Regions from separate parts of the Zea mays genome. Here region 1 is linked to region 2. A link is a contact called in public Hi-C data. All regions are on one chromosome and are shown on one strand. Each heading gives the region's core, a stretch centred on a gene start, on an enhancer-like site or on the middle of the called end of the contact. The rest is flanking DNA. Distances are from core to core; before and after follow the strand shown.

Evidence for each region. A called contact is a pair of places that touch in the nucleus more often than the background predicts.
Region 1: a Hi-C map of leaf shows a contact between it and region 2, with 5 times the contacts expected there. The contact joins the enhancer-like site here to the promoter of LOC100192672 in region 2. A contact is called at or near these places in 2 of 25 Hi-C or Micro-C datasets (leaf and tassel).

The regions. Positions count from the first base shown.
Region 1 is chr2:135,360,220-135,366,961 of Zm-B73-REFERENCE-NAM-5.0, forward strand. No RefSeq gene overlaps it. Among protein-coding and RNA genes, the nearest start is that of LOC103648929, 43 kb to the right of the region's middle. Within about 2 kb of position 1,277, at least 7 of the 20 cell types and tissues checked have an H3K27ac peak or open chromatin away from gene starts, as enhancers often do. A contact at or near this core is called in leaf, where this site is marked.
Region 2 is chr2:135,055,692-135,062,528 of Zm-B73-REFERENCE-NAM-5.0, forward strand. LOC100192672 (transmembrane 9 superfamily protein member 3) reads right to left here and starts at 4,258. Exons shown (of 12, transcript NM_001137880.2): 1 at 4,065-4,258; 2 at 1,931-2,123; 3 at 1,695-1,799; 4 at 1,558-1,575; 5 at 1,382-1,470; 6 at 1,160-1,312; 7 at 527-661; 8 at 1-163. The coding sequence starts at 4,154.

The DNA.
Region 1 (6,742 bases), core at 27-2,526, 300 kb after region 2:
GCGCGATTGTCTCTTCACGTATGGAATAGCCGAGTTCAAGCTTACCCTATCCCATACCAGGGTATGTTGCTATTTGCAAAGTCTCAACCACAACAGGCCAGTCAACGGTACGATCCTTAACCGACACAGACGGGCGACCTTGTCTGCTCAACGTCTGGTCTAGATTTATTCAAACCCTTTTCCCATTTTTGGTACCCGGCAGGGATACTCTTTTCGAGTGCCGAGTCCACTCCAGCCATAGAGGATTCATCACCTTAGTTTGTTTTGGTTTTTGAATCAAAAAGCCCATAACCAATGTTCCACACCATTGTTTTTGAAAACAAAGGATTTTTCAGTTTCTAAGCAGGGTTAAGCATTATCAGTTCTTTTTATAAATCAGGGATCAAGGTATAGTATTCAAATTCCAAGGAATGGTAATGCATCAATTGTTCATCACACAACTCCTATCACCTAATGCATCATTTAAGGTGATAAAACATTTAAAACACAAGGAAGGGGCAAATGCACCGAGGCTTGCCTTTGTTGCAGAGAAGAGGTTCTAGATACTTCTAACACGATGATCAGTTAGATGGCCCATCCCTGGATCAATAGCACTGGAGTAGGTTCCTTCTTCACAAGGACCAATTCTCGTTCTTGGTGTTCTACATGAAATGATATGAATATGAATGCTTGCTTAAACTAGAAATATGCAACTTGCAAAGGAGACAACACATATTACTCCTAGACTTAACATGCAAGCTATCATCACAAGCCATAACTACCAGGTAGCTACTTATCCTTAGAACTCATCTAACCATCCAAAACTTGCTAAACAATTTCATTCTTTACTAAGACATCAGGTGCCTTAATTACCCAGGGGTAAAACTCTTTTCCTTTATTGAGCAATAATTAATTTGCTAAGCAAATCTTGTCCTAACAGCTCCAAATTTTTACCAAAGGTTCATATGCTCAACATAAGCTTACATAATTTTTCTCATAACTTTTTAGTGCTGTATTATTGTTACTAAAATTTCAGATAAGCATTTTACGGCACCTTTTATTCCTCTAAAAATATATATTTTCTACAAAAATTCCAAGAATGTTTCTACCAGAGAGTGTTTGATTTTATACACCTAACAAAATTTGTCCTATCATTTTTGCAATTTTCTTCGATTTCTGGCATAATAAACAAGGCATCAGGCATATAACAAAGAAAAACAATACACAAAGCTTGGGCCGGAACTGGCCCAATTGGCCCAGCACCAGAGAAAACTAGCGCCAGGAAGCCCAAAGCTCTACCACGCACGCGCCCGCGTCCTCCTTCGCACGCACCGGCGGTGGCGTCAAACTCCGGCAGCAACACACTGTCCAACAGCATGATAGAGCTCGAAACAAGAAGAGGGAAAGCACCAGTGGCTCACCCCGAAGTGGATTGATCCGTAGCGTGCACGCAACCAGTTCCCAACAAGGCCGGCCACGACGAGGTTGCCCCAAGCGGTAATCACCGACGACGCCACGATGTTCCCGAGGAATTATTGCGGCAGAGATGGAAAGGGAAGCTCGGAGAGTTTCACTGACCCAAGGGGATGATGGAACATGCACACAACAAACAAACAACCCCCCGGAAAGCCCTGGCCACGGCAGGGTGGGGAAACTGGACGGTGTGGTCACAGGCTACAGGAAGACGGCGCGCGATAGACCTGGGCAAACAACTGGGGTGACATGGGAGGATTAACGTAGACGTGGGAACATGAAACACAACAACACACGGTGAGCTGGGTTAGACCCGGGGATAGAGGTAGGGCTTTACTGAACCAAGATTGTGGCAATATGGAGCAGGCAAACAGACGCCGGTCGAGCATGATCAGACCACGCAAGACAAGGGCCCTGAGGTGTCAATGGTTGCATGAGCTTGGCTACGTGGCTTTACTCACCCATCACCACGCTGGTTCAAAGGGACAGCGGGGCAGTGAACCAGGTCCGGCAATGGGTAAGGATTTTATCGGATAACTCTGAATTCCACCCATGTGCAGATATTTTCATTAGTGAAACCCATCAGACACTAGAAGCTCCACAGCCACTCTCTGTAATACTCATCCATAACTCAGTCTTGACAAACCAGTGGAGCACAGCAGGGATACAAAGATCTTTTCAGAGTTAGAAACCAACACTGAATTCATTTGAGTCCAACACTCCAGTGTCCACCTGAACCCCTTCTGTTTACCCCTTTATCTCTCTATTTCCAACAGCAACAAATCGACCAAGGCTAACCAAATATTCTCACAAAGCAAAGTCTACCGTCTTGCTAAAACACACATGTCAAAAGTTTCAGAGCCCCAAAGTTTCCTCTCAATACTCAGATATTTGAAGCCTCATATCTATCCTCTATGCTGAGCACACAGGACAAGCAAGCAAGCTCATGCCGATGTGCAGTTTGAGCACGCCGCTTCCCCTCCCTCCTGTCCAACTAAAACAAATTCACACCACAACACGCCCAGCTAATGGATTGACTTGAAATCCCCTTTCAACTACTAGCCTTTTGCATTTTAAATCACAGCTTCAAATCATAGACAAGGGAAACAAAGCTGCAGCGTGGAAAGCTTTTTTTTTGCTCCCAAAAACTGAACCCAGTTTTCAGTTACTTAAAACTGAATTCAGCACTAATCAACTGAACCCCTACCTTTAACCGCTTTGATCCTCACTAATGCAAGAAATACATGCCAATCTTAGTTAACAAAGATTGTTCCCAACACATAGATTTAAATGTTTGCTGCAGCAGCCTTAGGTCAAAGATTCATGGATCAAAAGTTATGGTGCTCCAAAATGGGGTGAAAATATAAGAATTCAGATTCAGCTAGCTGAAACAAAAACTGAAATCAACACCAGACAGAGAGAGTTTGGGCACAATTTACTCCAAATTTGGTGCAGCACCAAATCAAACTTATTTAAGGAAACTTGTTCACTAACTTATGATCTCCAACGTTTCTATATAATTTATAGTTTAAAACCTAATGGAATGGCCACACAAGTGCTCTAAACAGGGCACCAATCGCTGAAATTCAGTTGTCTGTTAACTGAACAAAAGTTCAGTCCATGTAAACTGACAGCCTACTTTTGAGTAACTTTTACTCCATGTTTTGGGTCAGATCAAGCATAACTCACACATCAAAATTTGTTCACTGACATATTCTCTTCAACTCTCCCATAGAAACCATGGTCCAAAACTGCCTAGATCAGGCAACACACAGCCCCAAAATGGCACTAAAAACACTTATTTCAGACTTAGGCAACTATTCAAAGTCTGAAAATCCAGAAGTCTCACAGTCCCACTTTGAACACCTTTTTCTCCTAGTTGCATATGGTTTTAGGGCTGCTACATTTCATAAACATTGATCTCCTATAGTTACTCTACAGGTTTGTTATAGCAACTGTTTCCAAAATACTCATGGATTAAAAGTTACAGGGATCCAAAAACAGATAAACAAAACTGTTTTGTGCTGATTCCAACTGACCCCAAATATGAACTTTTGCAAATTACTTCAAATTCTCCCACATTACTTAGAGAGCCCCAAATATGAAAATTGTTCACTTTTCCAAGCTCCACAACTTTGATATATGGTGTATAGAGCTCATGTCCAAATTTCCATTGGTTTAAAAGTTGCTTGTTTGTACTAGATTTTAAACAAGGTCTTTGAACTTCTCTTGCTCTCTTCGAAACGACACAACCTCACCCTTTTCTCCAAGTTCCAAATGCTTCTGAGGCCAAGTTGCTTAATCAAATTGGTGCTCCACATGTTGCTACACAAGTTTGGTACAATGACCCTTAGCTAGAACCATATGAATTCCAAACCATCAAAGCCCAAAGTTGGCATTAAACACACAAATTCAGACTTTGGTTTTTCACCAAGTCTGAAAATCCAAAAGTAAACACTATGTTTTTGGACCACTGTTTCTACCAGTTCCAAATAGTTTCAGGGGTATGAACCTTAACCAAACTTATACCCCATCATGTGGTCTTCCACTTTGGTACATAAACTATAATCCATAGCTGTATGGATCAGCCACCAACAGGCTTCCAAAGTTGCTTCAGCATATAAAATCTTTAGTCTCAGATATTGCACTCTGAAATTCAGATTCTGACATTCCCACTTTGGACCAGTTTTCCACCTCGTTCCATATGAATTTAGGGTTAAGTAGCTTAAACAAAATTACACATCTAGTGTAGCTCTACAGCTTTGCTACTGTGACCATCTTCAAATTGCCTATATATCAAAATGTATGAAGATTCAAAGACATCTACTTGATAATGTTTCCAGCCATCCAACCTTAGGTCTAAAAAGTTTATTTTTGAGTTTTCTCCACTTCTTCCTATAAAACATGTAAATCTCTATACCTGAAAGTTGTTTGGGTTGGAGAACTCTATAACTTCGGTAATTTGATCTTTTGGCAAATTATTGCCAAATCACAAGTTCCACTTTTGGAGCTCTAAACTGAGATTTTCAAAACCAGGTCCTTCACTAATCACAACATCATACTTAAATTATTTTGGATCCTAGTGAATGCATTCTAAGTGTATCAAGCAAGTTAATGTGAGTGCATATGATGACATGACAAATTTTTAGTTCTCGTAACATCAGGGGTGTTACATTCGATGACTAGGATTATCTATACCACTATATAATCCACTAGATTAAACTTGGCAAAACCCACCCAACCAAATCATTTCCACACTCATAACATCCTCTAAATCCACCAAACAAATTGCACCCAGACATAACACACCTTCAAAACCAATGGATTAGATCGTTGGATAACCCCCTCTCACTTACCCACTCAAATCTAATGGACAATATTATTTGAATCATCCATCATCCCTTCACCGCTAGTTGAAAAGAGCTCTAAGACTGCGGTGGATCTAATTTTATAGGTGGTTTTGGTTATCGCGCGTCAGAGAAGGTATATAGGTGGCCCCGGTACCAGAGCCGCCAGTGGAAACAAGTTTTCACTGGCGGTTTGCTTAATTAAACTGCTAGTTAAAATCGTCTATTTTCATTGGCGGTTCAAGTGACTAAACGACCAATGGAAATGGATGATTTTCACTGGTGGTTTTATTAATTGAACCGCTAGTGAAAACATTTTTCACATCCGGTTAATAAAATGAACCACCAATGATGTTTTTGGTATAAGTATCACTTCTCCCCGATACTCCATTGTTTCTCGCAGCCACCTGCAATTGCCGCGATTTTCTTCCAGGTTTCGCAAAATACAAGGGGAGAGATGTTAATCTTTATTTTTTGGATTAAGGCTGCTAAGAAAGATTGGTTTATGTTTCTCTTGCCAAATTTTGTTCATTCTTCCTCAATTTTAGTCACATTTTGGATCTAGGGTTTCGCCATGTGTTAGAGAGAAAGTAGCTAGGTTATTTTCTCTATTTCCTCAAATGAGGTTGCTTAAGATGGTTAGATGTTGTCTCTCCTCTCTCCCTTTTCATGTTTAGTTCTCAATTTAGTTTATCCAACATATATTTAGTTGTTTAATGAATGGTGCATGTGTTTGTTTGGAGAGAGAGGAAGATACGATTGGTAATTAAGATTTTTTAATTAGTTGCTAGGAAAGTTTGGTTTAATTATGTTTCGCTTGCCAATTTTTGTTCATTTTTGCTCAATTTTTGCCACATTTTGGAAGTAGGCTTTCACCATGTGTCGGAGAGAAGAGTAGTTAGGTTTCTAATCTATTTTCTCAAATGAGGTTTATTAAGACAACCGACAGTAGAAAGTTATTTCCACTTGCGGTTCGTTAAAAGAATCGCCAGTGGAAATGCTATTTGCACTGGCGGTTGCTGTTGGTCACTTGTTCTCCAATGCTATGAATCAAGAACAAGTCAACACAATTGTTAGGTATTAAGGACCTTCGTCTTCCGAAGCATTATCTCCTCATGGACATAATGATCATTAGACGAAGGTCATGAAGGACATGCCTTCATCATCTTATATATAAACAAGAATGCAAAGAGATGAAAACATCAAGTATAACTCATTGATTCATTCGTATTTGCATTCCATAAAACATGTATGAATATCAACAAGATTTATATTACATTGATACCTTCGGCTTGTTCCAAGGTCTTGATGCGAGAGAGAGATTACAAATCAGTGTGAACAGTATGGTGCTACTGTTCATCTATTTATAGGCACGAGACACAGCCCGGGTAAAAGTACATTATGTCCCTGATATTCACTTATGATCGTAATATAAGTCATTAAGGACTAATTAAGTAATATTTTTCTCCTTCGGTCAGCATCATCATCATACTTCATCACCATTACAAGCCAAAGTTGTCACTCTAGCGATAGCTTCGACATTTATTCTTTTCATCCTTAGATCATATCTTCATTTCATATGCCTTCATCATGAAGAAAAGACTTCCATCCTGAAGACGAAGATCACTGTAATAGCTTATGCTGAAAACAAATGGTCAATTATGTTTTTGAGGACCTTCGGAAGAGGAAGGCCACCAACAGTAGCCCCTCGCAGTATTAATTTGTTTCTTTGTAACAAATTTAGACTGCGACGTGAACGAAGACCTTTAACTGAAGGTTCGAAAAAACACCTTCCCTTCGCTAGAATAGCGAATCACTCTAAGTCGCAGGACCCACCGAATTGTGGGGCTCTAGGTATATATGTAGAAGGCTATGTTGCATATTTTTTTGTGCTATCTAGCTTTCATGCTACAATTGTCATTTTAGTTTTCCTGTTCTGTGAG
Region 2 (6,837 bases), core at 3,008-5,507:
CATATAACATGACAACAATGGCCAACACAATCACAAGCAGGATAAGAGCCGCCAGCTGAGTGCCAATACCAACTAGGGCAGAAAGAAACACCTGGCCACGAGGAGGCCGGAACACATCACCATGGACAAGCTTCCACCCGGATTCTTCATTAACATCTCGCTCCTGAAAAAGGAAAACTGTATCTTAATCCTAAACGATCCATCGAGTCAAAGAAAAACTTGTTACTTGTTGTTACTTGGAACTTGTATGATTCAATTTTATTTTTGACAAATTGATTTGTTATTTCTTTCATAAATATTAGATTGCTGACATTAAAACAATGGGTGTTTTTCTATAATAATTTACAATGTTTGGCTAATGGACTTTTTACTTTTAGAATTACCATATGAAATAGATAAAATTAATGGTTAAACATTCATCTAGACTGTAAAAACGCAAAAAGACAAACAATGAGTTATATTAGCAGACAAAATGAGAAATATATAACCATATCGATGTGCTACGGATTGCAGGTTCAGAACTTACAAGTGATTCCAGATCATCATCTTCACGAGCATATTTTGCATAATCATTTCTTAGTGTCCTCATCAATATCATTGACACTAAACCAGTCAAGAAAATAACCATCATGAATGAATTGAAGATGGAGAACCAATGAATCTAAACATGGAAAAAAGGGTCAGCCATCTTGTAATTACTTCAGACAGATAGCAAGGTCCACATTAGTCAGAGCCGAGGAAAGACCAAAGTGGCAAAGTGTACACTTTTGAAATGGTATGTTCGGTGTTATTAAAACTACGTTTAAACGCCAAAATAATAATCAGAGGTTGAAACCACGTTTTGGCGTTCTAAACTGTAAAATGCAGTGTTTCATGCGTTTTAGACCACTAGCTACATTTAGGCCCAGTCTGTTAGTTACTTTTGGGTCCAATCCAGCTCATGGGTGAAGTTTTGGTAACCCACTAACCTCTCTGTTTTGGTATTTAACTTCATGTTATTGTCTAAAATTATGATATATTGGTATTTTTTCCTATGTTGTTTAAAACTACGTTTAAACGAAGTTTAAACGTTAAAAGTCACAACTTCACCCATGAGCGTTTCAGCGTTTTATCGTTTTAATAACCTTGGGTATGTTGCCCTGGTGCAAGCAAGAATTACCTGGTGTTCAAAGAACGGGTAGTCTAAGTAAACCTCAAAGCGCCGTGCAAATGCCACATTTGTTTGCACCCACTTCACTGAATAAGTCATATCCAACTTTTTGCCAGCTTCAAGAAGCTTAGGTGACTCTTGTGTTAGATTCACATGAATTATCTATAAAGAATTTAATTAGCCAACATATAGGTCTCAGGTAATCCTTTTAAGGTTATATACAACACATACCCTGTTACCATTGTATTTAACAACAATGTTCTTGTGAGTGTAAAGGTAGTGCTTTTTCTCATTGTTTTTGTCAGTCTCCCCAACAAAACCTGCTCAGAGGGAAAACGGCTCCATTATTTCAAAAGAAAATAGAAAGACTTCGTGCAACAGAAATGAATAGGTATAAAACCACCTACCCCACAATGGCAGATCATCTAGGTTATGGAACCACGGTAGCCATTGGAGCAAAATGTGGAGACAAAGAATGTCAGAAACAAGATAAAGCGTCCAAAAAATGTGCATCAGAATAAAAATAAACGATGATTTCCCATACCTATGAAAAGCTCAAACCAATATGAGTTTTCAATGGCATTAGCAAATTGCTGAACCTTTTGAACATCAAGTTCAATTGTGCAAATGGCCCCCTTGTCCACATTTTCTAAAACAAAAGAAACAATAAAATGAAAAGCCAACAAAATAAATCAATTCAGTCACAGAAACAAACATGCATCAATACACAGTCCAAGAAAAAACAAACTTCAGGAGGATGTCAAGATAAGGCAAGCATACTTATGAACTTTATATCGATCTGACTATCAATCAGCTCATTTCCACCAAGGACCTCTCCGAGACCACCCCATTTATGTGCAGGGTTTTCAGATGGTTGACAAAACGGGAGACTGTAATAGTTGTAAGTTTCTTGAGGGTTATTGTAAGGCCCAACCTTGTTTACCCATAGCTTAACAGGTTCTTCTGTTTTATACTGCACATAAGAAAAATATTATAAGCTGCAATGATTTAGTAGGTAAAGGCATTATCGTCATAGTTAAATTCAGTGCAGGTAAATTCTGAAAAGACAGCAAAATTTAAACTGGTTCTGGTTGTAGGAAACAAGTTTTCTGAATATTGTAGCATCAAGGGTAACAGTGAAAGATATAGAAGCATGGTGATCATGACCACTAAATGTTTAATTTGAAACAGCCCCAACCATATCAGGGTGAAAAACTCAGACATTTCTTAAATCCAAGGATTCAATCTTCTAACCACTAATCATCAGAAATGTATGTATTTCATGGACTCAAAACAGAGCAGCCTTCTAGCCAGAAATAAAAGGGTAAGCACTAAGAAGTCAAACTAGGACTTCCATAATCCACATATCGTTTTACCTTACCAACCACAAGTTTGTCTAAAGACATAAAGGCCTGACTTTACATCATAGAGTAAGCGAAAGGGTCTGAGTAGCACTCCTCAGGTCCTAGGTTCGATTCCCCATGGGAGCAAATTTTCAGGCTGTGGTAAAAAAAAACCTCGTTTGTCCCACACCAAAGCACAGGTTTAAGGCCCAGCCCCGGTCATTCCCATATGGGCTACGGTGCCGCTGTGTATGGGTGGGGCAGGGGTTCGGGGGTTTTCTCAACCTACGTGAGAAGGTTTTCTTCTTAACATAATGTCATGGGGGCGATCTTACCGCTACAGGTCGAATTTTTTTTTACATCACAAAGTAACACTCGCATTACAGAAGACTACCCAAAAGTAATTACTCTGAAAGGTCTAAATGCAGTTACACTCAGCATCAAACTAAAATAATGTCCAAAATAGAACTGCCACCCCCCAGGATGCTGCCGCAAGGACCTGCCACTGCGCTAAAGCTCATCACTTCTTAGCCAACTGTGAGTATTCCAGTCCAGAAATGTAACAAAATAAAATGAAGAATGGAGATGTATTCGCCTTTGAACTATCAAGTCAAATGCCACCACATCATGTTCGACTAGTAATCTCCCTATGGGAGCGCTTATCTGAAATCCCCACGATAAATACCATATTAAAGTGCAGCATACCAACTGTAAGCCCGCGATGATCCGCATGCATTTTCACCTTTCCTAAACATGACACGCACCCAGGGGCGGACCCACAGAGGGGTCCAGGTGGGCCGCGGCACATCCTAAGCCGGAGCCGGCCCACCAAGACCCGCTTCAGCCTTCACACTAACGAGCCCGAGCGCGACCAGCATTCTCATCTCTAGCCGCCGGCCGTCAGGACGTTGTGCCCAGCCCTAGCGCCGCCAGGACGCCGCGCGCCTAGCCCCAGCGCTGACCAGCTGCTGCGCGCCCGCCCAATGCTGCCCTGCTGCAGCATGCCCGACAGCTTTCATGGCGCGCGCCACTTGCTGTGTTGATTCTTTTGAAGTCCAAGAGAGAAACATATATAATTGTATATATTTTTTTGTACGGCACACCCTATATAAAAAACCTAGGTCCGCCACTGCACGCACCACCTGATAATGTGAATGAAAAACCAAAAAATGCATGCAATTGTAAGCAAAGAGATGTCACCTATATATATACATTAAAATTTACACGAGGCCTACATTTGACGCAACTAGAACCAGCTGTTTGTCCACGAGAATGTTAACACTATCCAAAAGTTGCATGCAAACAAAAAGGAACAAAATTTTGTCTGAATGCGGCCCCCGAGCAGCCAGGATCAAAGCAACCAGTTCCCAAAACAACCCCGAAACCGTATCTCGCTCATGACTCCAAATCTGTTGCGCCCAGAATTTCGCGCCACAGAGCTACAGAGCAAAGTCACCCCGTCGTACTGAGCACGCAGTGGGCCAGCGGCGCTCGGCACCCAGATCCGGCGCGACGCTTCAACGGATCCAGCCAAGGGAGTGTTCAGATCTAGGGTTGGGATGAAGGGGCACCTTGTGCTCGGCCTCCGAGGCGTACGCGAGGGGCGAGTGTGCGACGGCGATGAGGATGGCCGCGAGAAGAAGCACGCCGCGGCGGAGCATCTCGGCGGCGGCGAGATCTGCGCTGAGGGAGGCGTGTTGGGGTGTCTCAGTCTCGAACGAGCACAAGCTGCCTCATACGGAGGTAGTCAGAGAGAGAAAGAGAGGGGCCGTAATTTTGGGCAGAAACCTTGTGAAATATTGTACTGTATATGCGAGAATGTTATTGTTATTTACGAGAACGGAGCCATAACGGGGCAAACGTGAGAAAAATCATGACAAAATCGTGTAAACATTCTTCCTGTGTGCTGAAGGTACGTTAGTCGTTAGAATGGAGAAAAAATAAAGGAAATTTATAGGATTCAATTTTTATGAAAAGTTTTCCTATGAGAGCATTGCAACAAAGGATTGAATCCTTTAAAATTCCTATGAAATGATATCCTTTATAGCAATTTTGGTGGAAAATAAGCATGAGATCCCCTCATGTTTTATTTCTTTTATGTCTTGTATTCCTATTTTGTGTGTATGATCCAAACACATATTTTGTGACTTTTTGTATTATAAATTCATGTATAATTCTAGTGATATGTGCGTTCTAATCATGTGTTTTTCCTATTCCTGTGTTTTGAGAATCATGCGTTCCAAAGGAGCATGTTGGGACCTGACACATGGGCTCAAGCAGGTGAGAACACAATGCATGACAAAACGGTAGACATGAGAACTGGAACATCTTGTCAAGCATGTCCACACAAAGTATTTATAGGGTAATCAGGAGGACACAGGTCTAAATACTATTGTACTCCTTGTTGGAGGCCTTCTCTTGCCGAAGGTCCTCGAAATATTAAGTTGAGAATCACCTCTAAATCCATTTCAGGTGTTCCGATGGAATAGTGAAGACCACCTTTGTCTCGACAACACATGCGAAGGCGAAGCTAAGGGTTTGGCTTCATGGTCTGGGCGCGAAGTGATGAACGGCCTAAGGCGAAGGAAGAACCCGGAAGCTTGATAAGCGTTGCTATGAAGGAAGGAAGACGATGGTGCCCTTAGAAAATCTTGTAGTTTATATGTATAGTAACTGAGGACATATTTGTAATTTTATACAAAATGTACTCCGACTCATCACTAAAAATAGAGGTACAGTGTCATGCAGAGAGAGAGGCGGTCAGAGGGGAAAATGAGAGTGATCCGCCTCCGAAGCTATATTATTTCCTTACCTTTTGTATCACTGTCTCAACTCTTTGAAGGTACGCATGTAACCATTTATAATCAAGAAAGAATAATAGAGGAAGTACACCAGTAATGATCTCCCTTAAGCACTTTTATTCTATTGTTCGAAGGTCTACAATTATAATAATCTTCCTCCTCTAATCTACCCATTAAATAGATCGAATGAACGAAGCCACGAAGGTCTTTTATTTTTAGTTGTGTTGTCATGTTTGGTCCCCTTTAGGAATCAAAGCAGGTAACCAACACCCATGGTTACCTACTGCATTCATAGGATACGATGTGCAATAGGGTAATTACAGTATAGTATTAGTGCGCACCTAATTACACCAAATCGTCTACCCCACTAGGGGGCCTGAATAGAGGGTCCGAGGGCCTAGCAGGTGGACCCAGTCTTATCTTGTGGGTCTTGCTCCCATCCACTCCCTCAAAGAATTTGACCTGGGGAGTGAAGTTCTAGCGCCTTAGCTGCAACCAGTCTCAAGGTCTAGGGTCTTCGCATGCTCTTGTGGGATCTACTAATTTGAAGGGTAAGATGTCGGTGGATCGGATGTGACAGCCCTCCGGGTAGCCTTTGAGCTGAAGAGCCCCTATAGTGGCCATCCTTCGCTCCAATAGCGCAAACACGGTAGAGTGCAAGGGCTCCCCTACATGTAATCTACGCCAAGATCTCCACCTCGTGTAGCTTTGAAATTTGTCAAATCTTCCAGCTCTTTTGTGGTTGCCTGTGTGTGCATGTGTTCTGTGAATCTTCTCTCCTTGCTGGTCTATGTCCTACGGGGTTTTTCCCTCACTTCTAGAAACTTTCCATCATTGTTGTATCTTACGCACACAAGGTGGTCGATTAATTGTTCTAAACAGTTTTCAAAGCCAAAACCCGACCTATTGGATATCTCTTGTCACCTCCACTCTCTATAGGGTCTTATTTACACTTAACTCGCATAACATGAGTCAAGTTGATTATATCATGGATTCCAATTTCAAAAATCAACTCAGGTTCATATCAAACACCTGTATCATTACTCATTTCAATTAATACCTTGTGCCACATCCCTTGTGTCCACTTTCAAATTTCACTCAATTGTCACCAGACCATATTAAAATCTTTACCTTGGGCCACATCCCTTAATAATATTCATTTTAAAGTGTTTCATACCTTTATCCTTGGCACACTCATACCCTACATTGTCACTTTACCAAATCTCTCGTGAATATGTGTTGAGTTTCCCATTTCATATCACTATGATTGTGTGATTGACACCTGCTCACCTCTTCTTTCATTTCAGTGTAACGACATGCCCGACTCAAGCGAAATTCTTCTCTGTGCTTGATCATCGAGTGACACTCCTCAGGTAGCAAGCCATTTCTATTTCTTATCTTATTTGCTTTGTTCCCTAAGGTACTTCTCATCTCTAGTCAGTCACCTTTCCTATGTATCGTGAAGCGTGCCAGTTGGTAGTGCTTAGGGACAGCTCTTGGCAATGTCAGTTGATAGTGATCAGACTTAGATTTAGTCTCAGTG